Linked DNA regions of Gossypium hirsutum: region 1 is linked to region 2. A link is a contact called in public Hi-C data. All regions are on one chromosome and are shown on one strand. The core of a region is the stretch at or near the end of the contact, and the rest is flanking DNA. Distances in the headings are between cores, read along the strand shown.

Region 1 (5,196 bases), core at 2,565-5,064, 300 kb after region 2:
TTTAATAAATATATAAGTCTAGGTTAATCATTTAAAAATTAGACTTAAGTTGAATAAAATTTGAAACTTTATTTTAAATCATGTCAAACCTAAACAATTATATATGATATTAATACTATGCATAAATCCAACCTCTCCCATAAACGAAAACTACTTTGTTTTTATTTAATATATAAAGGGTTTCTTTTTCTTTTCTTTTCTTTTTTTTCTTTTTTCGGTTCATGTTTTTATTTAATATCATGAATGGTGAGAGCCGTGGACCATGGAAGTAAAAAATGCTTAGCACTGCTCATCGAGAGACTATCTCCTTTAAAGCCAATCTAAGAGGAGAATTCATATTCAACATAACCTCAAAATCTTTGTCTCCACAAGAATCTAGCAGGTGTTCAAAGCATGCCAACACTCTGTTCAGTGATATGTTGTCGGAATAATACCATTAAGTAATTTAATAGAACGTAAGTAAGGATAAACAAAATCCGATTCTACTCAAAAAAATAAAATAAAATTCACAATTGTTTGAATTGAATTAATTAAGTTAAATGAGTTAGTTAAATCAATTCGATTTTTTTTTGAGTTCAAATCGAGTTAAACTTTCTTTCTCCCAAACCCTTTTACTTTTAGCTCAACAATTTTACTTCCCCACAAACCCCCAAACTTTTTTTTCCTTTTAGTTTTTCCCAAAAACTTTTACTTCTCCCAATCTCCCCAAAATTTTTTTCCTTTTGTTTTTCCCTAAACTTTTACTTCCTTCTAAGCCCCAAATTTTTTTTCCCAAATTTATGTCTACTATTTATATTTATATTGTTGAATTAATTTCACATTTTGTAATATTTATTTTGTTCAATCATACTAAATCTTTATCAATTTCTCATAAAATTGAATTATTGATGATGCCATCAAATATTCGTGTTAAAATTTTCTATTGGTTTCAATTTCACATTATTTTTAAAATAATTTTTATTAAAAAATCGCAAACCTGTATATAAAATATTAATAAACAAATTATAAAAGGATTAAAGTTAATAACAAATTTGATCACAATGGGCAAATTTGATTACGGTAGATGATAGTAGCCATAAGGACCATAGTCATTTTTTTAATTTAACTCAAACAAATATGTTTGATTCGATTTGAATCCTATCTCATTCAACTCGATTCGAGAAAATTTTAAATCGAGTTAGAATAATAGAATAAGATTCTTCAACTCGATTAACTCAAAATTTCTTCATTCGATTCAGTTCGATTGAATGGTCACCCCTAGACGTAAGGATCAGGACGGGAGAGCTTATTAGAGGCACATCAACGGGGGAGGGATGGTAGTGGTACTCATGCTGCACTATGACCAGGTCCCTAGCCTTGAATTCCTGAAAGATTGAGAACAGATAAACAGTCCTCCATCCAACACCACCACTCTCTCTGACCAAGTGGAGGCATTGAGCAATGGAAGGTATAAAAGTGTTCTGCATAGCAGAAAATAAAGGAATTGCAGACTTTCCATCCTGCTGCTGATTCTATTATTTCCACCAAGACAATGGCTAATAGGCATCATAATCTCCATGTCTAAAACTATCAAATACCTGGGCTTACACTGTACTGCTCAAAAGTGGTTTATATTTTGTGTTTTGTTACTATGTTTCCTACATTAGAACATGCTATTACTTTCTTTTTCTCCTGCAAGAAAAGAAGATTCTGGTTTTATAATTCCATTAGAAGAAGAAAACATAAACCAATGCTTCATTCTTTGGTTTTTCTCATTTCAAGCAGTTTTCTAGATGTCAGCACCATTGCAGTTTAATAATGATAGATGTATCAGTACGCCAAACAAGCCATTAAGATATATACTACAAATTATAAAGAAAGTTCATGAACTAATAATTATATCTATACATACTATTAGAAAAGTTCAGCTTGTATCGATCAATATTTCAAATTTCAGCTAGAATAAACATTAAAAAGAGAGATTAAACACAATAATTATAAGCTAGCTATTCTTAATAAAATGGATTTCGTAACAAGAGTATTCGTGGACTCAACCGCTTCAGTCAGTACGTTCTTATGTGAATTAAGTTGTGAAGAACATTTAGTGACCAGACATAACACGAAGTTTCCAAATTTCAAAGATTTGGAAAATCTTTCGGCTATGTTCCTAACATGGTACACAAGACGATCAGCTGACTCCTGAGTTAAATGAACATTATGATTTAAAATGTTGTGTAAGAGGTTAAACAATGAATCCGTCCATACCAATTCCTTCGAGACATGGTATTCATGACATGGGAGTAAAATGAATCTCCTCTCCTCCTCAACTCCGCAAAGAAGTGTCTGGCAGAAGGCAGAAACATGAACCAGGTGCAGGCATTCCCTCAGAATCCTAGTAATCACATCACAGATGGGGTTATTGATACCTTCCTTTCGTAGTACAAGTGGAAACAATAATGCGTGCACCGCAGCCCTCTGATGGAGCTTGCAGTACTCAATCGTTGAAGTCAGTAGCAGACGTGAGGCTGGCTCTTCTAGAACCAAGAACTTAGGAAGCACAATTGAGCAGAGAACCTGACTTGGCCAAGCAAGCTCATCTTCATCCCCACTTGAAAGATGAGAAATTAGCACCGAAGCAGCCTCATCCTCGGCTTTCCAAGGCTCAATCAGACACAGAACTTGAAAAGGATCCATTCCTTTATCCAAGCAAAGTTCACGAATTTCATTTGCTAATGCTACAGCTTTGAAACTAGATTCTAAGTTTATAACCCTGTCTCTCAAACTAGCAGCCATATTTTCAATTTCAGGTTCTAAAGGCACATTCAGAACCCGATCCATCTCAATTTCGTCCCCAACTTCTTTCAAACCATTTTCTCCATTTTCCTCAACTTGACTGAACAAACTCTCATCATTTTCCAAGCTATCATCATAAAAACGAGGACCACAATCAGCTGCAGATAAAGGAAGCCAATAGAGAAGTGGATCATTACCAGCAGCCACGTCCTTGAGCCAATCCGGTAAGGACTCAAACTCTTGGCCGACTACTTCTTCGCCAGATTCCAGACTAAAACCAGAAATCCACTTATTAACATGATTTGGTTCAGACACTCTGTCGAGCAGATCCCGTGCTGCTTTCTTGACCCAAAAATCAAGCCCTTGACTTTCAGTCAACAAACTGCGTGCGAGCTTAGATAATTCCTTCCCATTAAACCTCTCATTCTCCAAAGCAAGAAATGAAAGTACCCTTGACTGAACCATACCTGGTAGAGTCTCTATAAACATTATCCTTAAGCAAAATAAAAAAAATATATCAAACTCATCAGTCACTAAATCTGAAAAGAAAAAAACAAAGAAAGTTTCTTTCCTGCCTTAAGTTTATGGGTTTACCTTTTTGGTGTGAGAGGTGAAGAAAAAGATGAGTCATCGACAAAGAGATTGCAGGGTTTGGTAAGCAAAGAAAGGAAAGAGCTTGCGGTGATTGGAGTTGTTGTTGAAGATGATAATGTTGTCGCATTGAAACATTGTTGCAGCCAAAGAGATGCTTCGATTTCAGGTGTAGGGCTATTCATGAAAATGTCGAACAACGGAACCCATGCCTCCATTTTTTGCTGGCTTCCTCCGTCTTCTAGGAGGGAAAGCGCGGGAAAACCTCTTCTGGTTTCATCTGAAAATAAAATAGATAGATAGAAAGTGTATGAGACGTGGCATAGAGTAACTGGGTACATGCAGGCCGGGTGGGCTTTTCCTTTTTGTAGGCGTGGACTGAGACCCAAAGGCAACAGGTCACATGGCGACGCCATGGGAAGAGACTCGAAAGCACAAATGCGAAGCATGTGCTATACGCTAACCTTTCATGAATGGTGGGTTTGAGTAAATTTCGGTAAAGATTGAATTAATCAATTGAATTAATTTAATTTAGTTAATTAGTTTGTTAATTATTTTAATTCGGTTGGAAGTCGGTTAATAATTTTTTTAAATTTTGGTTATTGGATAATTCAATTCGAAATCGGGTAATTAATCAAATTAATTGAATTAACCAAATTTAATAATTAATAATACAAATTATATGTAGTTTTAATTTGGTTAATTCAGTTAAATGAATATATATTTTTATATGTTTTATACTTATTTTAATTAAAAAAATAAAAACATATAAATTTCGGTTAATTCGGTTAACCGACCGAATTAACCGAAATATTTCGGTTCGGTTAATTTTATTTTAAATTTTTTTAATTCAGTTAATTGTTAAATGATTAAAAATATTCGATTAACCGTTTGAACACTTTTAATTTGAGTTACAAATTTCAACTTTACTTGACATTAACATGGAAAATAGAAAAGATTGTTAATATCTACGCAAAACTGTTTGACGTAAGTGTTCACCATCAATAAATAATATAATACATTATCAGTAAATTAAATAAAAATATAAAATATATAAATAAATACTAATAATTTTATTTAAATATAATTAAATATTAAATATAATTATTATAAATAAATATTAATAACTCTCAAATTTAAGATCTTGAATTTAAGGGATTAAGATTTAGAGTCTCGTGTATAAGGTTTAAGGTCTTCGATTTAGAGTGTTAGTATTTATTTATAATTAATTATTTAATAATGTTTAGATAAAGTTATTCGTGTTTATTTATAAGTCTTCAATTATTTTTTTATTTTATTTAACGATGAAATGTCATATTATTATTCAGTGATGGTATGTAACACCCTTAACCCTTATCCATTGTCAGTGATGGCATGTGTCTTAGGCCGTGTGGGCCTTTGATGTGAGGCACACAATCGTGTCCCAGCTCGTGTAACTCTCTAACTTGGGTCACACGGCCAAGCCACACGCCAGTGTGCTAGGCCATGTGAACATACTAACTTGTAGAATTAAGGTGCACGGGTCACATAGCCAAACCACACGCCCATGTGCTAGACCGTGTGCAAAAACCTGGACATTTTGTTTCTCAATTTTAAAGATGTAGGGGACACACGGCGGGAACTCACGCCATGTGTTAGGTCGTGTTTCAAACACGGCTGAGACACGCCCGTGTCTCTACCTGTGTGGATGAAAATAGGCCATTTCATGGCCACTTTTCTCACCCATTTTGATGTCAACCTATACACAACATTTTAATATATCAATACATCCCAAACAAGCAATCAACACAAGCCAAAATCATGTTTTAAGCATGACATAACATCACAAATACT
Region 2 (4,528 bases), core at 1,224-3,723:
TATAATGCATTTGAAATCCTTGAAGTCCATTCCAATTTAAGAATTTGTCTAAAACCTTAAGCCCAATTTTCTTAAAAGGAAAAGCCTTAATCCAACCTTCTCGTTTCACAATACCTATTTTTGGGTATGGATATAATATCAAAATTGTACATTAATTTTGATAGAATTTGCAATGTTATTTATCAATTTTAATTTTGTATATTTGTATACATCAAAATAACCGTTATCTATGTGGCACATTTTTTAGTTTAATCATTTGTAAATTATTGACATAACATTTTATTACATTAAAAAAATAAATTTAAATTATTTTTACCTACATTAAAACAATAGATTTCTTTGGAGAAAAAAGAAACCCTTTTCTTAAGATTTTTTTTCTTTTAATCTAAGTGGAAAGAAATTAAAGTTATTTGTTTATTTTTTAACCTAATAAAATACTATATCAACAATTTTCACATGGCTTAATGGAAAATTGTATTACATAGATAACGGAGTTAGTAAAATGTGAAAATTGAATCAAAATTAAAGTGTGATGTATACAAATGCACTAAATTAAAGTTAATATATAACATTCCAAATTATATTAAAATTGATGTATAATTTTAGTATTTATCCCTATAGTTATCTGCCTTATTTCCCTTTATAAGTCTTAATTACCACAGCAATGGTTTCTTAATTTAGAATTTCTTAAACACGCCCTGGTTTTTCTGTATGCAAAAAATCAAATATTACGATGAAAGTTGATTGTAGTTTGGACACAGTAATAAGTGGTGACTGACTTTACCTTTACCACAACCGCTAGTATAAAAAAGTTCTCCTTGGCTTTGCCAAACTCAAGCTCAAGAACCTTAACCATTTAGGGCTAAATCTTAGCTTGGCAAATGGAAATATCAACTTACAAGTTCAACAATATGTTGGTGCATAATCACTGTTGTTGTTCATAAATGCATTAACATTTGGGGGATTTGTGTGAATGTTTATCCAAAGTAACAAAACTATTTAACATACAAATATGCTTCCTGCCAAAACAGAATCTAGCTTAGCAAGCAAAAGATAAAAAGAAAGCATCTTCATCATTGTTTTAACTGTTGCAGCCAACAATCCATATACGTTTGTAACCTTGTTATGTGATTGTGAAATTAAGATTGTCTTTTATTTCCTGCATTCATTGTCAAAAGCTAAATCATTTAGCACCAAAGTTGTTTAAGTTGATGATCTCAAAAAGTTTCATTGAGTGAATTAGAATATATATATATATTTGTCTTTAAATTTTGATTCTTTTCCTGTTTGTAGAAGAACAGATTTGGAGCAAAGCTTTGTATAAAAAAAGATGAGGGAATATCTTAAAGTTTCTCTTTCATTATTATTTATCTTTAGTAAAGGTAGTCATCCATTGCGTCTAGCTATCTAACTTTAGGTCCCACTTTTCAAAAAGAATGATATAATTGGGAGCTTTTTGGATGCCAAATTCTAACCTACCTCTCAATTTATTTGCTTCATTTCTTCATAGTTTATACTACCAGAAATCAATGTTTGCATGTGAAATTACAGTCCTTGATATAAATTATCTTCACCATTAACTACACCCTATCTGCTGTAAACTGTCATGTAATATCCCATTGAATTTAGCTGTGTTGCATTTTTTCTTTTCAATTGTAGATCTCTGGTTGACTATTTGTCCTTCAATTTTTCGGTGCAAAGGAGGACATACGAAAAATTAAAAATGTTGGGATCATAGACCTTTTGAATATGTTCTCTTACAAGTGGTTCTATAATTTTAATTTTTTTATTATGAAATTTAATTAATTATTTAATAATTATTTTATTGATTTAATCACTAATTCGATTATTCAATTATTACAAATCATCGACATTCATTTCTAGAAGAGAGATAAAACTATAAGCTGAAGTTTTGCTGTCTACAAATTGACAATTCCTTTGAATTCAAATGGCATCAAGTTGCTAATTGATGTTGCCATGACCTACCACAAGCTCTTTGTCTTCATTTGTCAGTATGTAGGGTTCATATATTATGTCCTACCACACTACTAATCTGCCATGCTGTGTCGTATTAGAACTACACAAAACAAAAGAAAATTTAATTGATGTTCCTGCACTAATTTAAGTGCCACATTTTAAAAAAAAGAAGCTGTACTTTATCTGTGTATATTTTTAAGACAGAAAATAATTGATTACTGTCTCAAGTCCCAAGAGACAGTTGCCTTAAAAAAAACTGTAGATCAAATAATGATAACTTCAATGTGCAAGAAATAGGAAACCCCAAGATCTTAAAGTACATTTTTGTTGCTTTTCATAAGAAATATTTTAGTGTTAAAACAAAATGGAAGGTAAGCCACATGACCAAACACTAGTAAACAGATTGAAAACTGTACACAATTAGCTTCCCTCCATTACCAACTCTCAACTTTCATAGCTTATAAAAGTCCAGATTAAGGGAGATAAAAAAAGGGGGTAAGAAAAAGCTTTCCTCCAATCATGCAACTGATTACTTACATAATTACATGTGGTTTGGTACTAAATTGTCGTCTTATCTTTAACCATGCCCTGTTTTCTTTTTGTCGCCTGTTAATTATATGATAATATATTAATATATAATTGCCTATTAAGCTTTGTTGTAATTTTGTAGAAAGCTGGAGGATATATATGTATGAACATTAACAAAGTTGACAAGACAAACAAAAGAAAAGCTTCTAAAATTAGGCCAACCGCTTTTGTAGCACAAGAATCGTTTTTCTTTTTGTAAAGAAAGCTCACGCAGTTTACATGATCTTAAAGAAAAGGCAGCCTCAGTTTCTGTGAAAGAAAGCTGACCTTGTTCTTACAAGTTACAATAACGGATACAAGTTCCTTTATTGCATCCAAACCAGGCAAAGCTGTCTTTTAATACAGAGAGAGAAAGAGAGAAAGAGGGGTTTTGCAGCTTGGTAACTAGAGTTTTTGACACGTCCTTTTTATGAGAAAGAGCTTATTACTTGATTTGATAAAGTTACCTTGAAGTGCACGTCCCTGTCTGCTACTCCCTCTTTTTTCAAATCAAGCTTTTCTGCCGAGCACTTCAAAGAGGGGGTAAAAAAAAAAAAGGGCATCTCGGGTATTGTGAATCAGGGAAAAATACAGTCTTTTTTGATCGAGAGTTTTGTTTATGATGGAGAAAGGGGGGTGGGTGGATTTTGATTATGGGGTGTGTGGAAGGTGTTTAGGGGTTTAGTTTCTAGCTTGGCTTTGGAGATGAAACAGAAGGGTAGCTCAGATTTGGCTAATAAAGTAGTGGTGGTGGCTGTTAAAGCAGCAAGGGAGATCCCAAGGACTGCTCTGGTCTGGGCTTTGACTCATGTTGCCCAGCCTGGGGATTGCATTAAGCTGCTCGTAGTTATTCCTGTCCACTCCTCAAGTAACTTAACTTTTCCCTCTTAAACACATTTTTCACTTTTATTTGTTTTCTCTTTACTTTTTGTATGATGATAAAATCATTGAGCACATTGGGTTCTGCTTTTCATATGTTTGATAACTAATATGTTCTACTTCTACACCACTTGCTTATGTTTAAGGAAAGAATTATCACTAGATGATCTAAAGCATAAAATGTAATTAGTCGGCGTATAGAGATTTTGCCTGGTTGGCAGGTTTGGATCTTGAAACCTTGAAGTCTTACAAGTGGCAAGATGCAGTCATTGCAACAAAATTTGTTGCCTTTTTATCCAATAGGAAGAAAAGTTTTGGAGGAACTTATTTTGTCCTTGTTCTTTACCTATGTACATGTTGAAGTGGAAAATGAAATTCTTTATGTTTCTGAAGTTAATGATGCTTTTTAACGTCACTTAGTATGAGTAAATGATAGTGAGCTTGTGGTGAAATTGCAGAATGTTCCTTTAATCCTTTGTTGAACATTGGCTGTTGGTTGGTTCATAACTGCTAATCTCAGCTTCTTCATTCTATGTTTGATACAGTCGCTTTACAGATTATAAATGGTGACTAACAAAGAACGTTATCGAAACTAATTGATCTATTATCAGGTCGAAATGCTCAAAGCCTAGGCTAAGATAATGTTCATTGAAATTTCTTATCATCCTAATATGCAATTATCAGGTTCAGTTATATATCAAATGAGGTTTTAAGCATTCTGCTGCTTTATTCACTTCAAACTATTTGCTGTTTATAACTTCACTGATTCTCAGGTAGAAGGATATGGGGTATTTCAAGATTTACCAGTGATTGTGCCACTGGTCATTGGAAGTCTCTCTCAGCCTCAGGAGCTAATTCAGATGCAAAACAAGATATTGCAGATTCATGCTCCCAAATGATTTTCCAGTTAAAAGATGTTTATGACCCCGACAAGGTTTGTGGATTTATTATTTTCTAATGTTTCTTTAGTTAGTACATTTTTTGTTCCTGGAATTGAATTTTGAAGTTATGCTTGCAGGTAAAAGTGAGGATAAAAATTGTTCCTGGATCACCATATGGAATAGTCGCAACTGAAGCCAAGAAAGCCCAATCCAACTGGGTCATA

The links. Hi-C and Micro-C count contacts between places; a contact is called where the count stands out from the background.
Region 1: a Hi-C map of leaf shows a contact between it and region 2, with 2.0 times the contacts expected there. The contact joins the promoter of LOC107887259 here to the promoter of LOC107962761 in region 2. A contact is called at or near these places in 4 of 34 Hi-C or Micro-C datasets (all in leaf).

The regions. Positions count from the first base shown.
Region 1 is chrA06:17,733,608-17,738,803 of Gossypium_hirsutum_v2.1, forward strand. It overlaps LOC107887259, which reads right to left and starts at 3,815. Exons shown (of 2, transcript XM_016811449.2): 1 at 3,367-3,815; 2 at 1,962-3,265. The coding sequence starts at 3,812. The coding sequence ends at 1,975.
Region 2 is chrA06:17,436,288-17,440,815 of Gossypium_hirsutum_v2.1, forward strand. It overlaps LOC107962761 (inactive protein kinase SELMODRAFT_444075), which reads left to right and starts at 2,474. Exons shown (of 9, transcript XM_016899260.2): 1 at 2,474-3,412; 2 at 4,197-4,357; 3 at 4,442-4,528. The coding sequence starts at 3,250.